Regions from separate parts of the Zea mays genome. Here region 1 is linked to region 2. Evidence: chromatin contacts called from public Hi-C data. All regions are on one chromosome and are shown on one strand. The core of a region is the stretch at or near the end of the contact, and the rest is flanking DNA. Distances in the headings are between cores, read along the strand shown.

Region 1 (2,700 bases), core at 35-2,534, 160 kb before region 2:
AATCAATATCAGCTGTTACGAAGAGACAGTGACAGCGTAACTGATACCATGCATAAGAAGCACGAAGTAGTTTTGTGGCCTAACAAACCAATTATGTGGTCCAATCCAAGAGCCTAATTATGTGGGGACCGTGCTGGCAGTTCGGCAACTTTTGTTTGTATATGGCCAACTAAACCTATTTCACATATGTGATTCGATGTTTATGTAGTTGCTTGGATCTTGGGGTTTTGGGAGTCTGTACTCCTGCCTCCGCTACCTCAAATCCATGCCGCGCTGCACCTACTCTGTTTCCAATGAAAGAGTTTTCTGTTGCGTCTGCACTGAGGACTGGTCATGGCATTAACAGGGTCAGATGGTAGGCGATAATTTCCATTGGTCAGGCGGTAGTTGCGTCCAGAGAGATCTCTTGACACTTATTTAGGACCAATCCCTGTTCCATCTCTAGTGTGTCTTTTGTTATTTGTTGTGAAGTCTTCACTATTTAGCAGTATGCATGTTGTCAAGGTGTTGGCAGCATATGGGAATATGGACAGCTTTGTAGCAGCGGGGGTATGAAGCAACAGAAATGCTTGTGGAGTACCAGAAGTGAGATTAGCAGAGACGTAAGAGGATGGGAGATGCAAGAAAAGAACAAGACAATGATAAATGGTACTTTATATGTCAGATCTTTTTGTACTATGGTGGTCTTTGTTTTCCTCTCACCTCTATAAAGTTGTTTGGCTGTCAACTGATAGTCTGGTACCAAGAGCTGTGCACAATTTCCGTTTGCCTTCGTCTCTCTCTCTCTCCCCCTGAGCCCCCTCTCGAGCCTGGACTTTTTCTTCACCTGTACTGGTCCATCATTAGCCAAATCTGGGTAGAGAGATGATCAGCACCAGAGGTTTGTAATCAATCTCTGTTGGATAGATACGTTTAACGTTCTCAAGCCGACACATATCATACACCTTAGATCTTAACGAGGCTCATGTTCTATCAATTATATCATCACGTCATTGTCAAACTTTACGGTGGAATGTAAAACTGTTGAAGAATGCATGCATGCTTTCTGGGCAATCGTTTGCCACCTGTAGTGCGTTTGGTGGTGCGCATCTATCTGCTTCCGTGCACTTGTCTTCTCTTCCTCCACATGCTCACGGCGTGAAGTAGTAAAACCTGTAGCATGTGCTGCGAAAATAGAAAAAAGCATGTGCAAGTGTAATATTTTATTCTGATGAGTTCTTGTATATGCTGTCTACACGCAGGTTAAATATTAATAACCCCTGCAGAACCCAGTTGCTTACTGGAAAACAGGCCCAGCCACCACCTTTCCATGGCACTGGCACCGGTTGTTGACTGCTCTGCTGCCTGCACACTAATGGCGGTCTCTGTCCGTCTACATATATAACACAGAGGGGGCCGCTGCAGGAGCGGGCGCGGAGCAACACCGTCCAGTCCATCACTGCCCTTTGTTCTCCTCCACAGTCGCAGACAAAGCTGGTTCGTCTCGCGGAGAGGGGAAGCCGGGAAGGTGGATAGGCGGCACCCACCCATCACCCATGGCTGGGTTGCAAAGATCGGCGACCACGTTCAGACGGTCCGGCTCGTCGGGCCTGGTCTGGGACGAGCGTTTCCTGACCGAGGCCGACGCCGAGGCGAAGGCCGGCGCCGCGGAGGATGCCGAGCAGCCGGAGCTCCGGCACTCGAGGAGCGTCGGCATGCTGCGCCGTGCGGGCGGCGGTGGAGACAGCCGCAGCAAGAAGGGCAAGGAGAGTAGGCAGAAGCAGGCGGAGTCGGCGCGGCGCAGCAACCAGCAGGTGTTCCGGACCAAGGACGTGGCCCCGGACATGGATCCCCCCTCGCCGAGGGTGTCCGGCTGCGCCTTCTGCGCCGTCTTCCGCGGGGGCTCTGGCGGTACTGGCCGCAGGGCACAGGCACGCCGCCGGTCCAAGCCCAGGAAGAAGTGACGGCGTAGCAACACGTACGTACGTGCGGTACGTTGTTGTTTGTGCCATCTGTAAAGTCCGGGCCATGGTTGTTCGTGCGTGTACATGTTTACTATACTAAATACTAGGGTCATATATAGATGAGCTTGCTACTCGGTAATCGGTATACGTACGCCATTATTTAGTTCAGGATAGTTCCTCCTTTTTTGGGTCGGTCGGTTGGTTTCTTGATCCAGATCCATGCTTTTGAGGTTTGGGCGACGGTTAGATGTTACTTGTCTACTATATATGCAGCAGCTATTTATGAGATCTGGGGCTGTTGTTCTTGTTCTTACTAGCTTGGTGCAACTTTTTCGCTTGGGTTCTGCCGCTGGTCCTTCGGGAAGCGCATGTGGTTTTGGTTTTGAAACTGGGAGGGAAGCAGGGTGGAGCGACGATGAATTGGTCCGTGATGCGGCTGAACTGGGAGGGCAGACAGGCAGGCTGGTGGTGGCAGATGGGATGAGCGGCGATAATTCAGAGTGCTAATTACTAGCAAGTTGGTGAGCGACATGATTGCGCTGTGGAGGTGGATGGACATAGTGACGGCCATCCACGCCGACGTCGACGTGGGATGTGAATGTATATCCCGATTCAGTCCTGCTTTCACACGGCCGGGGACGACGCCCGTCTCGTGCCGTCGACCTGTCGACGACGACGACGATACGGTCAGCGGCAGCGTCACGCCTCTGCCTCTGCGTGCGTATAATAATGGAGGACTGGTGGCCGTCTCTTTCTC
Region 2 (2,700 bases), core at 135-2,634:
CATGATTTGAACAAACATCAGTTAGCATCACATATACAACAACTGACAAAGTGGCATCACATGATAGAACTTTAAGCAACATGTCCTTCAGGACATTGAATTGTTATATTAAATAAAAAAAGGAAGTAATTTACCTCAATTGCTTTGCTTGGCGCAACTCGGATAACATTGACAAGATTCCCACGGAAAAGCCCAGTCCACCCCTCAGTGTTCATGATTGACTGGAACACCTCTGTCATGGAGTCACCGTTGCTCCCAACCATCAAGTGAGTCCTGATCGTCTCCAGTGGTGCCACACAAGTCCTGGAAACAGCACCTGCAATAGCTCCACTAACCAGCCTCCTCAAATGTGGGTTCCCAATCTTAATTTTCAGCTGCAGCCCACGTTTCTTGGCTGCCTTCTTTGCCTTAGCATCCACCACCTCCTCCACTGACTCCGCTTCAGTGCTAATAACCTGGTACCCAACTGCCTCAGACACGTACTTCATACAATGATCAGTGAATGGAATCTTAATATCCTTGTCACCCGGTCCGGGCGCCACTGCTGGGGCACCTGTCGACACTTTAAGACCCACGCTAGCAAACAGGCCGCCATGAGAAGGTCCAGATCCTTGCAGACTCAGAGAGAAACCCTTGTCTTCATGTGAATCCCAAGGGAACCGGAGCTCTGGTAGCTGAATAGACCAGCCCTGCTTCTTCTCCATGGGTAATATGCTGTTCTTGCTCCTCGCAGTCATCGCCACCATCATTGCCGCCATTTTTCTTAGAAAATAGCTTTGGCTCAACCTGCAGGACACACATTGGAGGCTCAGGCTTTCAGCTGCGGTGCACTGACGGCCACAACAAGGGGTATATTCTCAGCCACCAATTCCAAAAGCTTGACACCGTTGGTTCTAAATAAGAAGAGCTCGGCACTATGAATGAAGAATACCACCTACCCTCCCCACTAGAAAATAGCAGACAAAGATGGCCCAAGATTTGTTATTTATGATGGACCAATCCGACATCACGACTTAACACAACGAGCCCGGGGACAGATGCAGTGAACCTAGGCCTCCCCGCTCCGCTGACATCAGCCCGGACCAAACGAATCTATCCTAAGCAAGACCACCAAACCCATTCGCCCGACCCGATAAGCACCCTACGGCACCAGCGCCGGCGCGTCGAGGAGACGAAGCGAAAGATACCTCCGGGCTGAAGCCGCTTGGGAATCCCGAATTTGACGCCGCTCCTACCCGTGGCAGCGCGGTGCGGAGTAAGCCTGGTGGTGAGCCGGAGGAGGGAGGCCGGCGGCTTCTTGCTCCTCCCCCCGCCTTGCGCTGCGCTCCGAACTCGGCGGGACAGGAGGGGTGGCGCTGTGCTGCCGCCTTTTTGTGAGGGGAGGGAGGCGGAGGGGAAAGCCCAATCCGCTACCCTTTTTGGGAGGTTGGTTCGCAGGGGACCCAGGGGGTTATGGCGCACCAACTCGAGGGCAGTTTCGGGTATTCACCGAGGATTTTTAGGGTGCGTGGATGCGCGTCACGGCCGAGGGCCGACCGGCTGGGATTGGCGTTTACTGGTCCGCCCTGCTCTGCTCTGGTTGGGTTGGACCGTTGGACGCTGGTTCTAGACCGCGCGTGCAGCTGTGGGCCGTCGGTACATGGGCCTCTCGTTCCAAAACCTGGATCCATGGTAAGAACCTGTTCGAAGATTGACGATTGTTTTGCTGGAATTTCCATTGCATTGCACGAATTCATTCATATACATCAACGTATCTTGCATTCATGCTGATTGCATCTTACATGTTTTGCATGTGTCAATTTTAAAACGTGATTATACATCCACTAGAATGTTTTTTTAAAAAAAAAATAATTGAATGTTTTACTACAGTTTTGAGAGTTTAGAGGCAAATAAAGGTATCTGGTTCGAAATTCAAGAAGCAAACAAAAAAATCATATAGCGGCAATCGAAGATAAACTATAGTATTTTTTCCTAGAAATTAACGAGACGAGAAAGCTTTTTGTTTTTTGGGCGTGTCGAACTTTCAAAGTATACGGCCAGACAGTCGGTATCCTCGTGGAAGACTAGGAGGAGCCATGTGATTCTGACTTTGCCTCGGAACGGAGGCACGTTTTTGTCGGAGCGGAGTACGAAGGTCAGAGTGAGCTATGACGATGGACGCGACCGTATGCGTGGGCGGAGTACGTCATTCCTTTCGTGTTTCGTCATTCCTTTCATGATGCGTGTGCCGTCGCCATCGACCTCTGCAGGTCGAATTCCATCGATGGCAACGAGAAGCAACCAACGGCAGCTCCGCGGCTGAATCAGCTGGGCCACCGTGCACCTGTACCTGTCCTCGCAGTGCATTACACGAGTTTACCGCCGAAGGAAATGTCAGAAGAACTCAATGGTGTGTGTGCGTGTGCGTGTGGTTGGCGCTGCATTATTAGCTATCGTCAAATCAAAACCCGTGGCACCGTGTTAATCAAAGAGCAGGACTCAAACAGACGACGGCCGCATGCAAGATCCTTCGATCTTGAATTTCACTGTGTGCAAGATGTTTAATGCTAGGCATACGACCAAGATCAATCATAAACATCGGATTGCAGTATTTTTGAACTTGCATCGTCGTAATATACGCATGAATGACCACCATTCAACTACTGTAATGATATCATCACATGACCCTATACCAGGTGCTATTCATCACATCGTCGTAAT

The links. Hi-C and Micro-C count contacts between places; a contact is called where the count stands out from the background.
Region 1: a contact with region 2 is called in a Hi-C map of bundle sheath, with 3 times the contacts expected there. The contact joins the promoter of LOC100276637 here to the promoter of LOC100304358 in region 2. A contact is called at or near these places in 2 of 25 Hi-C or Micro-C datasets (bundle sheath and ear).

What each region holds. Positions count from the first base shown.
Region 1 is chr9:89,568,782-89,571,481 of Zm-B73-REFERENCE-NAM-5.0, reverse strand. LOC100276637 reads left to right here and starts at 1,284. Exons shown (of 1, transcript NM_001150375.2): 1 at 1,284-2,255. The coding sequence starts at 1,536. The coding sequence ends at 1,943.
Region 2 is chr9:89,408,371-89,411,070 of Zm-B73-REFERENCE-NAM-5.0, reverse strand. LOC100304358 reads right to left here and starts at 1,384. Exons shown (of 4, transcript NM_001165796.1): 1 at 1,188-1,384; 2 at 135-786. The coding sequence starts at 758.